Linked DNA regions of Triticum aestivum: region 2 is linked to region 1. A link is a contact called in public Hi-C data. All regions are on one chromosome and are shown on one strand. Each heading gives the region's core, a stretch centred on a gene start, on an enhancer-like site or on the middle of the called end of the contact. The rest is flanking DNA. Distances are from core to core; before and after follow the strand shown. Region 1 holds the start of LOC123119892 (protein CLT2, chloroplastic). Region 2 holds the start of LOC123119895 (LIM domain-containing protein WLIM1).

Region 1 (7,185 bases), core at 2,257-4,756:
GCCACTCGGAGAGAATGGCGTACGTGACGCTCCGGCTGGACTACGCCGGCATCGCCGCCCTGATCGTCACCTCCTTCTACCCGGTCGTCTACTACTCCTTCCTCTGCCACCCGGGGCTCCAGCGGCTCTACATGGGCTTCATCACCGCCTTCGGCGCCGCGGCGGTCACGGCGTCGCTGGTGCCGGTGTTCCAGGCGCCCGAGTTCCGCCCGCTCCGCGCCGGGCTCTTCTCATGCATGGGCGTGTCGGGGCTCATCCCCGTCGCGCACAAGCTCGTGCTATACGGCGGCCGGCGGGAGGCCGCCGTGACTGCGTGCTACGAGGCGCTCATGGGCGCGCTCTACGGGCTCGGCGCCGCCGTCTACGCGGCGCGCGTGCCGGAGCGGTGGTTCCCCGGGAGGTTCGACCTCGTCGGGCACAGCCACCAGCTGTTCCATCTCTTCGTCATCGCCGGCGCGTACGCGCACTACCTCGGTGGCGTCGAGTACCTCAAGTGGAGGGACGCCGACAGGTGCTGGTGACCGGCGGCATGGCATGGCTACAGTTGTACAGCTTCATCTCCGGCTGAAGATGGAGGGATCTGGCGTCAAGAAACTGTGCATTTTGTAGTGAAAGAGTACTAAGGTATACATACATAGGGGATTGTTTGATTGATGAAATGGATGTGAGGCGTAATTTGTATGAAGAGATTAAGAGCTGCTTAGCACCGGACAAGCGACAATCTTGTGTATAATTGATTGGAACCTCTCCTTCATGGTCTCGAAAGAAAATGAGTGCAACTAATGCTGTAACAAACATATGTAGATAAACTTGGATTCAGTGATGATTATATTCGTCAACTGAGCCTTGAGGATCTCACTCATATCGCTCAGTTTGATGGAAATGTCAGGTTGTTTCACTGGCATGATTGCATCAATTTTGGCGGATTTCCTTTCATCTGTATTTTTTTAAATGAAGACCTTAAAGGTGTCCGGCTTTAAATTAATATATCATAAAGCTCACACACAGATAGAGTAACAAAGGTTCACACAACAATGAAAATTACCCTCGACAACACTAATAGTAGGATTGACAACAAGCTCAAAAAGCCCTTGGATCTCTATCCAGAGGGGCTGCAAATCTATCCACAGATCAAACTAGAAGTGAATGGACCGCTCATTGATCGCCTCAAACCTTGCTCCCAAGGCGAAGGTTGGTTTCATCGCCTGTATCCCATTCTAAAAGGGTGATCCGCGACAGTTAGACTCGAAGAAAGAGCCATTTAGAAAATATTTAACATTCAGCAGTTCTGCCGACAACCCAGACTCGTTTTGAGAGAGCTTCCGGATCCACTTAACTAGGATAGCAACGTTCATTAGCTTTGAATTGATCACTTTTAGCCCATCGTGCCGCTTTGGACGGTACACTGCCACCCACTTAGCCAAGTGGTACTCACGCTTGGACCCAAACCCTTGCCAAAAGAACCGAGACCGCGAGCTATCTAACCTAGCGTGAACCCCATTAGTTAGGAGAAATAGACCCATGATAAAGATGGGCAGCGAGGACATACTAGAATTAGTTAGAATTAGCCTCGCATCCGAGGACATACACTTGCCTTGCCACAGTCAAACATATCACCATGATGGGTGGTGGTACTCTTCTTATTTTGTGTGTGTTGTTGGTCGCATCGTCTGCCTTTGTTTCTTCCTTCTTTTTATTTTCTTTCTGCCTAGACTCCTTAATGACTTTGCTTTTTGTCGGTGAGATCCTTTGTGTTTGTGTTGGTGTTGACTGTGTGCATCCTGGTAGTGCAGAGGCCGAACGTATGACCATTGCATTTGTATCCCTTGGATGCTTCACTATGAGAGAATATAAATGTCCTTTATCAAAGAAGAAAAAGTTGTACCACCATGGTTTTTTATCCATAATTATACTAGTTTAGGTTTTCAATTTGAGGAAAACCGATTTATGAGGCAAACCGGACCAAAAACCATACGTATAGATGAATAAAGGAAGAAAGGAAAAAGGACACCCAAGACAAGGCATGCCTTAGCTAGCAGATAGAAGGATCATCGCCATAAAAACCACAAATTGACGGGGGGTGGGGGGGGGGGTGGGTGTCATCGAGGGAGCACAGTATTAAAACTTTACAAGCAGCCTAACGCACCGCAGTGACATGTGTAACGAGCCCCATGTCACACCTCAGTAGTTTGCATCATCAATGAGTGCAACTGAACATGAACATTGGCTGGAAGCTTCGCCACAAAATTCAAGATAATTAACAAGTTGAGAAAGCATCTTGCGCATTAATGAGCAAAGATGAACCACGATATCATCAAGAGCACGAAGCTCGCCACAACACATTGGCGACCATGGGAGGTTTTTGTGCATGCACAATAACAGGGTGAGGCACTTTCACGAGAGAGAAGAGATGTCCGCTCTGGGACGCCAAAGGCACTGCCACCAAAACCCTAAAGAATACTACCGAACAACCACCGTCGACCCCAAGCCGGCCGTGGCACCAGCACCATCAGAATCCACGACAAGCATCCACCACACCAATCAACTGTCCACATGATGTCTTCAAGAAGGGTGCGACGCAGGATGCGTCGCCATTATCTGTTCCCACTCGCAAGAGGGGTTTGCCCCAAGTCATCTATATCTATCTATATCTATACCAATATAAAAAGACCCAAATGGGCAGATCCAAACCATCTCGACCGTCAAATCATGTTATCTAGCGGTTCAAATCGCTCAAATGTTGAGCACCAAACACGTTTAACGCCTAATTACCCACCACTGCCATTGGTTATAAACACGTTTTGACTCAACGCTATCCCTTGAAATCAGCCATGTAATTAATATCCTACCATTCCAGCGAAAAAGTAATTGATATCTTACCAAATACCAACATGCAACAGATACTACTCCCTCCGTTCCTAAATATAAGTCTTTTTAAATATTCAAATAGACTACAAGATACGGATGTATGTAGATATATTTTAGAGTGTAGATTCACTCATTTTGCTTCGTATGTAGTCACTTGTTGAAATCTTTAGAAAGACTTATATTTGAGAACGGAGGGAGTATATCTTACCTAATATAACGTGCAACTAATATCGTACTCCCTCCGTCCGGAAATACTTGTCGCACAAATGCATAAAAATGGATGTATCTAGAACTAAAATATGTCTAGATACATTCATTTCTCCGACAAGTATTTCCGGACTGAGGGAATACATTATTACTAGTGCTGAGTAAAGTACACGTGGAGCCCCTCGCTGAATCAAATCGGAAATATCAAAGCGTGTACTACTCCCTCTCTCTCAGTTTACAAGGCGTGCGTGTATCCCTAGGTCGTCAATTTGACCAACATAATACAAGCCAAATATTATAAAAAATATATCAATATAAATTTCATATGTTCTATTTTCAAACGGTATAATTTTTATGTTATATAGTTTATATTATGGTGATAAGATTGGCAACTTAGATATACGCACAGGACTTGTAAACTGAGACGGAGGTACTAGCAAAATCCGACAATCCATGGGGCGTAGAGAAGACGAGAGAATCCCGTACTTTCACGCCAAGGCAAGCAACCGGCCGCCCGCCCGCCGCCATCACCACCGTCCTCCCCACGGTACTCCGGTTCCAAGTTCCGTATCCGCCCCCGCATGGCCTAAATCGCCATCCTCCACGCCTCGCTTAGTGAGCTCTTGCTTGCCGTACATACATGCCGATGAGCTCCTCGCCGGCGGTCGTGGTCGCGTCTGCGGCCGTGGTAGCGCTGGCTGTCGCTAACCGCGTGCTCTATAAGCTCGCGCTGGTGCCCCTCAAGTCCTACCCCTTCTTCCTCGCTCAGCTCACCACGTTCGGGTAAGGCTTTTTGTACGGCTGAGGTGTTCGACGAAATGCGCAGCAGTTTTTGGGCTCTTACCTACTTCTTGTGTGTGCGATTTGAACGTTGCAGGTACGTCGGCGTGTACTTTTCAATACTCTATGTGAGGTACCGCGCGGGGGTGGTGACGCGGGACATGCTGGCACTGCCAAAGATCCGGTTCGCTGTCATCGGCTTGCTGGAGGCTCTTGGGGTGGCCGCCGGAATGTCTGCGGGAGGTATGTTTTGTATCTTCTTTTGGTCATCGGATGCTGTTAGTGTGGCGCATATATATGCAATTCAGACTGTTTCTTTCCTGTCAATATTTGTGCTAATTGATTGTTTTCTGTGAAACTTTCAGCTATGCTGCCTGGTCCTGCTATTCCAATACTGTCTCAGGTATGAGGTTTTTGTTGAATTTCAGCTGTGCCATATTCTTTGATAGCGTTTCCACATATCTCTGCACCATTCTCTAGAAAAAAAACATATTACCTGCATGCCCTTTTATCTCTGCTATCATTAATGGTTACAGATATTTCCTTTTGTATACTGTGATCTTTTATTCTTATGAATAGTGCAACACTAAAGCATTTCGGAACTGTGATCTTACGGTTGAATCAACTTTCGATGTCCTAAAATTGGCAATTCCATTTGGTTATTACTGTCGGAACCTGTTAACTCTGTACTCTGTTGTCAAAATAATAGTCTTCTGAATGTTCTCTCCAGTCTTTCCTGGTGTGGCAGCTTATCTTCTCTGTGTTGCTTTTGGGAAAGACCTACTCTCTGAGACAAATCATTGGTTGCTTGCTTGTAACTTCTGGTGTGATTCTTGCTGTTGCGAGGTATGTCCTTCGAAATACCTGGTACATTTACTGTTAATTGTACCACAACAAAGTTGTTTCGAGAAATATCTGCTAGCTATGCACTTATCTCTTTCGTATGCATGCACACTTGTTTGCTGAGAAAAAGGTCTTGCGCTATTTTGTACACTAGGTATTTTGCCATAATTAATCATCTCAATGCCGTTACTGTAGTGGAGCAAATGATGGTCATCTTCTATCTGGAGTCAAGTTAATTTGGCCATTATTGATGGTTATTTCATCGGCATTCCAAGCTGGTGCATCCATTTTGAAGGTTTAGCCACTAAAATTATCACATAACACTCCTTTATAGTTTTGTGACACTTCAGTCAGAAAAATAAATTCTATACTGCAGGAGTCTGTTTTCGTTGATGGTGCAAAACGTCTTAAGGTTTGCTTTCACACTTCATTCTCTATGTGTGCGAGTCCATCTTGTTTGTTAGAAAAATAATTGCAGAACCAATATCTGTGCAGGGGAAACGGCCCGACATCTTCGTGGTTAATTCATTTGGATCTGGGTTTCAGGTGATTAATTAGTTAGCCTAATTTAGCTGTTATGCTTAACTGAACTACCATATTTGGAAACCTTAATTCATGTCATGTATCATGTTTACCTTCCTTTATTATTTGTAGGCTCTTTTTGTCTTCCTTCTTCTCCCATTACTTTCTAATTTGAGGGGGATTAAGCTTGCTGAGCTTTCTGGCCATTTAAATGGTGGTGCTGAGTGCTTCTTAAATGTTGGGGAGAGCCCAATTGGTAATGTAATTTTTCCCTGAGCTGAGTGCTTTGATCAAATTATGGATTTAGAGATCATGATGTACCTCAAATGCACTGGAATGCTTGTAGTGCACTGTCCACTTTATGATTGGGGGCTTATGTAGCTCCCTTTGCTTTTTGATATGTGGAACTCTTTGAATGGTAAACTATTAAACTTGAGAAAATTGATTCCATGTCTTCGAAATTTAGGTTGACCCTGCGGTTAGATATACAAGGGTTTCATAGTATTTATACTTGTCCATCTATAATTTCTGTTACCTGCTTACCTTTATTGCTAATTAGGCTGCCATACTTATTTTGTAGATTGTGGAGGTGCTCCATTCCTACCATTGCTATTTATATTCATAAACATGGCTTTCAACATCTCGTTGCTTAATTTGGTAAAGATGTCGTCTGCCGTGGTTGCTTCACTTACAGCAACTTCCGCCGGTATTTTCTTCCTCTTTTCTCCCCTTGCTCTATTTGTGTTCATTTTTGGTCTACTGTCACTGTATAGACCAAACTGCTTGAGTATCTTCATGACCACGTTGATGTTGTTTGTTTTCAATTGCAGTGCCAATATCAATCTATATCCTTTCTCTTCCTTTGCCCTACATCCCTCAAGGCGCGGAATTAAGCGCTTCTTTTATCTTAGGTGGTATGGTATTGTTGACGGGTCTAATTCTGTATAACCTTCCCCAATCATCTAAAGAGTCAAAGACTGACTAAAACCTTGTGCAGATTGAGTGTATATTACCACTTCAACCGAAAATCAATTATTGGTTTGGTCCTGAACCTAATATTAGATTTCTAGGTTGGTGACGCCAGAGTCGATAAGGACTGTTTGTTGCGATGCATGAGTACTTGGTATTTCTAATTTGTAACAGAATAGCACTTGGTACATACATGTATGTAAGAAGCTAGATTTGGTACTTTGTGTACTCATTTTCGCTCCCAATGTATAGTGAACTTCCCATCCTAAAGAGCATTGCAAAAGCTGCAAGTCATGGTATAAAACTTAAAAGTCCATGCCAAATAGCTGTCTAACAGTGAACTGTTTTTCAGTTATGTCTGTGTTATCTTGTTCAAACCTGTGCTTACTGCGATTACGGCTTGTGTCCTTAGCTGTTTAGAGCGTCTCCAACAGTAGATCAGAATACGCAGCCATGACAAAATGTTTTTTTTGTTTTGGCGCCAAAAAAAGCTCCAACAGCTGACCAATACCTGCATGGCGATCAATTTCTTTAGGAGCAGTAATTTGGGACAATGCTAGCTGACCAAAAACCAAAACCGTGGCCGCGGGAACCCCAGCCGCCTTGATATAAAACTTCCTGCCGCAGACGCTATCGTGCCTGATTGTGGTTGCCCTATGCCGCCGCTGCCACTCCCTTGGCCGCCTCGTGCCACGCCGCCGCTGCGCTGGTCAAAGCTGGGCGTCTCCTAAGGGCGGCGGCAGAACCGCACGCTTGACACCGCACGCGCATTCCGCGGCGGCGGGCACCTCTTCCGCGATGTGCTCTCGGTCTTCGCCCTCCATCGCGTGGTATGTTGAGAGGCTCTGGGCGGTTGGCTAGTGCTAGATTCCCACGTCATGGTGCTGCCCTCGCCGCGGCGCTGCCCGGTGACGGCCTGGCACAGTTTTGGGGGACACCGTGCGCGCTTTTCGCCACTTGCTTTTTTGTACCACTTAATTTTCACCTTCAAAATTC
Region 2 (7,185 bases), core at 1,405-3,904, 310 kb before region 1:
CACCTCGTGCCGTTATTATTATTACGAGACACTCTCCTTCAGCAAAAGAAAACGATCGTGCGACATCAGTTCATCCCTAATTTCCTATTCTCTGTTCCATGGTTTTAAAACTCCAGATCCCAGGTCGCGCAGGGCAGACAGGTCTCCCGGCGCTGAACGCAGCGACGACGCAGCACGCACATCGCCGAGTGCCTGCCACCAGAAAACGCCATCGCATCGTCGCCGAGCGTCCAGCCACTGACGCCGATCTAATCAATCCAAGGTATATCATACTGTAATTTTCCTACAATTTTCAGTAAAACTTCATGCTAGAGGAAGAAATAGTTTGATAAAAGTGGTAGCCAAGAAGGAATTCTAGAAGTTGGAAGGATTATCATGCTATTTGTTTGTTTTAATTGATCACTTCTTTGAAGAAAGGATTTAAAAAACTCATGGTGTTTAAAGATTTATTCGGATTTACGTACTGTATCGGTGATTGTTGCATTAGCTAAAAGATGCTTTCCAACTTGAAATTATTGATGAACAAATTATGTATCGAGAAGAAATCGATGGATGAGATTGACATCGGCACAATGGCTTTGCATCGAAGAATTTTACAAGAAAATTTGTAGGCAAATTGTATAAGTTATTTTATATAAATATTGGCTTTCGGGTGCATTTAAGTAATTATTGGTAACATTTTGTAGATGCATATATTATTTATCATTGCTTTTTTTAGAATCATTATTTATCATTGCTATGATGTTTATATTAAGGGGCCTCAAATTTTACTTTCGCCCGGGCCCTCAAAATCTCAGGACCGGCACTGCGTGCTTCATCGCTGGATGGCACCGCCGCCGATTCTGGCCGCCACGGGCCACTCTGCTCCCCAAATCTGTCCCCATTTTTGTCGTTCGTCGTGCCACATCCCCGCACGAATCCGGCTGCCACCATCGGCTTCCGCCCATCGTCGCCGGATCCATCATCCCCACCACTAGATATGTCCATTTCGGTCGTGGGGCGTCTGTTTCGTCCATTGCCGCCATCGGTGCTTGTTTCGTCAGCCGCAGTCGAGCTTAGCTTCTCCACCAGTCATTTTGTTTGTCGCCACCGGGCTTCTCCGCTGCCTCCCGTCGAAGATGTTGTCGCACTAGCCATCGCGAGCGCCATGCCGTACCGTGGTGTTCGTCATCGGGCGTCGGGCCACTTCGCCGCCGAGATCACCTGAGTGGCTTAGCACCTTTGAGACCGAGGAGCTCGCGGTGCTCGCCTATGATACAGTGGCAGTTCGATACGATCGGAGCTTGGCCGAGCTCAATTTCCCCGAGGTGGCCGGCCATACAGATTCCTCACCCCTTCCATGGTCTAGTGCAGAGAAGGCACGTAGAGCCGAGGCCACTTATTAGCTGCACATGACGAAGCTGGCCCAGGCTAACCCGGAACTCGTGGTAGCAGAGCTTGCATTCTATGCCAAGAGGGACACGGAGCGCGTGAAGGAGGAGGAGGAGCACCAACACAGTATAGAAGTCGAGGTCCATGAGTTGTTCGACCAAATTGACAAGGAAGTTGTTTCGATGAGGAGGAGGTGAAGCCTTCTACCAGCAATGACCACGAGGTAGGCCCCTCGGCCGGAGGGGCAATCGACATCAACTCGACGACGACGACTTTGCGAATACGCAAAGCTTGTGTATCTTTTCATTGATAGAAGGAAAGAGAATGAGTACAACAGTAGATACAACACATGACATGAATGCAAGGAGGCATGAACATGGTGCCCTGGGCAGAGAGACGGGGTGCTTAGCCCGAACAGAGTGAAACACAACTAAACCCACCAAAACTAAAACTAGAGGAGCAAACCAAATCAACAGGACGTCAAACATCTTCAAGTCCAACGCCGGGACACAACGATCTAGCAAGATAGCGCCTTCAAGAAGGGGAACGCCGTTGTGACGCCGTCGCCATTCGATCCGGAGAACCGGACCTAGGGTTTCCCCTGCTGCTCGACGAGGGTCACATATCAAGGCCAAGGCAGCGCCTCCAAGAAGAAAAATGACACCCACGAGTGTCGCCGCTGCCAGCATCGGCAAGCCCATCGTGGATTTGCCTGGCCTGAGTCTGAGCAATCCCAAAGTCGCCAGATCAGGATCCGACGACGACGACTTGGACGGGTACCTTGTGCGTACAAAGACGCCTTTCCCATGATGGTGTATTGTAGGTGTGACGATGAGTAGTGTGATGATTTACCATAGAACTGTTTTTAGTTATCTAGTGTGATGTCGTTTTAATGTTAAATGTTGAACATTTCCTATTAGAGTTAGAAATTATGAAATATGCAATAATGTTACGGAATTAAAAATTTCAGGTGTCTAAAAACTTATTATTATTATTTTCGAACACCAACTTTTACATCCTCTATTGGAGATGCTCTCCCCCAGCAGACCCACCGACTGAGCTTTGGTTCATCCAGTGCATATGGTGTGCTGGCAGCACGTTTCAATCAGGGACCCTCAAAGATTATTACACTTAACGAGAGAGAGAGAGAGCATGTCAAGAATATAAATTACCGTGGCTTTTTAGCCCCCTCAAATCCCCAAGATGGAAATCAGCTGCCATTTACCTTTCACCCCAAATGCTTTCTCTCCCTGCCACGTCATCACCAGTCACCACGTGGATTTTGCTTAGCCCCTCCGCAAATTTCCACAACCACCACCTCCTTTTTCGTTTCCTTGAGCTGCTACAATCTCATTCCCACTTGACTACTACTACTCGTTCTGGCTCTTTGCTTCCACCTCCAACATTATTCCCTGTCTCACCCAAGCTGTCCTGCCCCGCCTCGCGGCAGCAAACAGCAATACCTGCAGCTGCCGGCCACCACCAACCGCGCCACGCCATTTACCACCATATAATCATCACTCACCCCAAGGCTTGTCGGGAGCGAAGCCAAGCCAGTCTTGTGTTGGAAGAACAGAGCAGCAGCTTGCAGATCGAGAGTTCGGGAGAGGCAATGGCGACTTCGTTCCAGGGGACGACCACCAAGTGCAACGCCTGCGACAAGACGGTGTACCTCGTCGACAAGCTCACCGCCGACAACCGGGTCTACCACAAGGCCTGCTTCAGGTGCCACCACTGCAAGGGCACCCTCAAGGTACTACCACTCTACTCTTCCCCCTTCCCAATCCTCAGTCCTCCTGCCTCATATTCACTTTGAGATATCACTTGTTCAACTTGTTCTATGTTTCCCTGGCGCAGCTCGCAAATTACAACTCGTTCGAAGGAGTGCTCTACTGCAGGCCTCACTTTGACCAGCTCTTCAAGAGGACCGGGAGCCTGGACAAGAGCTTCGAAGGTACGGCCTTAGCCTATCACACTGCATTCCTTTGCAATTCTTCAGAAAGTAATGGAGGAATGTTGATTCAGGCACTCCAAAGGTTGTCAAGCCAGAAAGGAATGTTGGGAATGAGGTATCCACTAATCTCCTCTAACATTTATCTATTCTCTGCAGAGTGTAGTAGATCATTAGTACTCCCTCCGTAAAGAAATATAAGAGCGTTTAGATAATTAAAATAGTGATCTAAACACTCTTATATTTGTTTACAGATGGAGTACTATTGTTCCAAAGATGATCCAAAAACACACACCCAAGATAATCCAAAACATACATAGATTCTTCTTCTTCTTTTCGAACCATGCAACAGAGCTCCATGTAATTCATTAAGAAGAAAGTGAGTGCAACGCCGGATCCGATAGGGAGCTTAGTTCAATAGAAAATGACGTTTTGCAAACTGATAGGCAGATTATCGACAAAGTCGTGCAACTAATCGGCATTATTGATCCTTTGTTCTTTGTGAGCTAGTACCACATTTGGTGATGCTTATCATGAGTGTTTTTTTTGGGCAGAATGCTACTAAAGTCTCCAGCGCATTTGCTGGCACTAGAGAGAAATGTTTTGGATGCAGCAAGACAGTCTATCCAATTGAGAGGGTACTATTATTTTCTACTCTTATGTCTCAATTAAGTATCTGCATTATTATCCTCTGGACTACTACTTTTTAGCTGGAGTTTCCTTTACTTAACAACATGTAGCTGGATTCATTCATATTCATCTGCTGCATTTCCAAGTTGGGCATTCAATTATTCATCTTCCTTTTTCTGTGATAAGAAAAGGCGACGCGGACGTATTGTTCATATCATACCTCTTTGGTTTGCATACATAACAGTGCTCTGGTCATGACACCTGCACCAACTCTGCAGGTTACTGTGAATAACACTATGTACCACAAGAGCTGCTTCAAATGCTGCCATGGAGGGTGCACCATCAGCCCTTCGAATTACATCGCGCACGAGGGCAAGCTCTTCTGCAAGCACCACCACACCCAGCTGATCAAAGAGAAGGGTAATTTCAGCCAGCTCGAGAACGACCACGACAAGACATCACAGAGTGCCGGGTCAGTGGATGATGAAGACTCGGAGTATTAGTCAGTCCTTGAGGATATCCAGAGATGAATAACGAGCCCTTCTGCATTTGCACCAGAGCAGTATATCTTTCTGCTGTGTGGTTCTTTTGAGTTTTTCCAATCGAGATCAAGTGCATTCCGAAGACAATTATGTTATTGCCTTGTACGCATGTAAACCTTGTTATATCCGAGTCAAAATATCTCTACCTGGTTCGACGACGTCTATGCGCATACAAGCAAGAGAATTGTAAGTTGATTTATCATTTGTCTAAAGAATAGGTAATAGGGGTAAAACATTTATGTTTAAAAAGAATAAAACTCTGAACAACTTTAAGCCTTCCACAGAAAAGAAATGAGCTGGTGCCCCAAAAAGAACTGGCACAGATTTGGAGGCCCATTAATTAATCAGTACTGAAAAAGACATTACAACAAGCTGTACAACCATGATATATTTTTTTGTGCGTGGACGATAGAACAAAGCTTTCTAGCAGGGTTGAAGCAAGTAATGATAGATCATATAGTGTTGGGGATACAGTACTGAAGAAGTATTCTTTTATGCTTAATTAACTGAAAAAGGAGGCATCCAAAGATACAAATATACTATACAATGTAGGGTGTGGCATCATTAGCAATGCAAATATCTTAAGATATCACTGGCAGGCCATTTATAACAGGGTATAGAAAAATGCATTCACTGAGAAAGATTTGAATGGCCACAACATGATTTGTCCTCTTTATGTTCCATTATTTCGGCTTGTTAGCCCAAGAGGATGGACAAAATTAGTTCAGATACATAAATCAGATAGGGATTTTTCTACCTAGTTCCAATTTATTTGCGCCCCTAGAATCTCATTGCCAGCTGAAAAGTGCACAAGGCCATCAGAACGCTGCAAGATCATGAGACGACCAACCTGTCCCTGGAAAGAAAACTAGAGTCACTTGCCAGCTGAAATGTAGTGTATGAGAGGATCAGAAGTTGCTCTAAATTTCAAGGATCAATCATGGCAGTCACTTGCCAGCTGTTGGGATTACCAGGCAGGCACCCAGCTTGGATATCCTGACACCATCACCAGCTGTCCTTTGACCAACTAGCATGCCAATTTCCTCCCATCAACTTATATCATTTGCTTATTTGTAATTATGACAGCAGGACAACATAGAATTATTACGAGGGACCTTAACACACATGTCGTAAAGGGAGAATATTAAGAATGGAGTAAGGAATTAGCCATATGCAGTACCAAAATGAAGAGCGTCATGGGACAGTCATAACTAATAATCAACCGGAATGATGAATGATGTGGTACTCCCTCCGTCCCAAAATAAATGCCGTGGTTTTGGTCCAAATTTGACACGGCACTTATTTTTGGACGAAGGGAGTATATACCAACATAAAATATTAGTCCAAAAATACATGTAAAATGTAGATAATGCGGCATTTCACATAATGAAGACGAGTAGCTCCAAAGAGATCTTAGACCTAGAATGGATCTTTATCTTCATGAACTAGAAGCATAAAAGTAGGAAACAGGGAAACTATTCCTTATCTTTATTGCGATATTGTGTATCCCCTGGCCAAACAATAGAATCTGCATCTGCTTGCTATTCTTAGCTATACGTTTTCCTACTGTTTGGCAAAGTGGCAGACTGGCAGTACCATATTCTACCAGGGAAGTAGTAATCACTACTAATTACTGCAGACAGTGCACACAGCACACTGGTCTTGAATTGCTGACCGTATGTGATGTACATGTACAGGCATTTCCACAAAAACAGCTAGGCGTCCTCAGGCCTTTCACTACTGGGCTCCACATGGCGACTTGCGCTGAAGAAGAGGGCTCATGATAAGCAAATCTACACCTAGAGGAGAAAGATAGACGATACAAGTTTATTAGAAAGACAAGTATATCAGCATTTATATACAAGAAATGGAAACTTAAGATTGTGTAAATCACTGTTACCACTTACCACCAGATACCAAGCGACTTAAATTATATGCAGAGATCTGACAGGCAAACTACCTCTCGAGAATGGAGCACAGGGATATATGCTCTTGAGAAATGTAACTGCAAGTAATACGAAACTATATGCAAGAGTAGAACATTACCTGTTTACCTATCCACACAGCGCTGTTGAACTGAAGTGCTAAGCTGATACATTGGTGAATCAATTATTTTGATAGCTGAGCAAAAAGTGGTACTAGTATTATAATACAGTACTGTTACCATAAGAATCACTTGATATCTTTTCTACAACACCAAGAGCCAGTTTGTTCATTTGACAAAAAGCAAAAACCTTAAATAAACAAGAAAACAAGGCAACATTAACCTTCTCTATTATCATGAGATAACATTAACATTCAATATCAGATGACTTGCACAGGAAGTTGCAAAGTTTTACAAGACTGCCCTTAACGGCACAGCATTCACCTAAAATGGGACAACAAAACAGCACCTACGAAGAAGTAACAACTCCAATTTATTGAGAATTAAATTTTGTAATAATGTTACAAGGGTATTCTAGCAACAAGTAAATGCCAGAAGGGACCACCATTCAGTGCAGTATCAGGATACACGGTTATCCTACGAACAAGTACAAGACCAAAGGGCCAGGTCTGGCGAATTGCCATCTATAGTAGTAGTACAACAACTGGAAGCAATATGCTTCATGCCAGATGCAATTTTTTTTCCTAACAATGATGTACAGATGGCTTCCTAGTCCTAGCAACAATTACATGCCAGAAGGACATATC

Evidence for each region. A called contact is a pair of places that touch in the nucleus more often than the background predicts.
Region 2: a Hi-C map of leaf shows a contact between it and region 1, with 2.6 times the contacts expected there. The contact joins the promoter of LOC123119895 here to the promoter of LOC123119892 in region 1. A contact is called at or near these places in 4 of 5 Hi-C or Micro-C datasets (leaf and an unstated tissue).

Annotation. Positions count from the first base shown.
Region 1 is chr5D:134,478,739-134,485,923 of IWGSC CS RefSeq v2.1, reverse strand. It overlaps LOC123119892 (protein CLT2, chloroplastic), which reads left to right and starts at 3,506. Exons shown (of 9, transcript XR_006459054.1): 1 at 3,506-3,858; 2 at 3,953-4,098; 3 at 4,221-4,258; 4 at 4,586-4,701; 5 at 4,894-4,993; 6 at 5,075-5,110; 7 at 5,194-5,244; 8 at 5,801-5,926; 9 at 6,051-6,503. LOC123119893 (heptahelical transmembrane protein 4) reads left to right here. Exons shown (of 3, transcript XM_044539855.1): 3 at 1-898. The coding sequence ends at 521.
Region 2 is chr5D:134,789,258-134,796,442 of IWGSC CS RefSeq v2.1, reverse strand. It overlaps LOC123119895 (LIM domain-containing protein WLIM1), which reads left to right and starts at 2,654. Exons shown (of 5, transcript XM_044539858.1): 1 at 2,654-3,124; 2 at 3,229-3,325; 3 at 3,397-3,440; 4 at 3,877-3,960; 5 at 4,231-4,652. The coding sequence starts at 2,984. The coding sequence ends at 4,455. LOC123119894 (F-box protein At3g12350) reads right to left here. Exons shown (of 2, transcript XM_044539857.1): 2 at 6,893-7,185.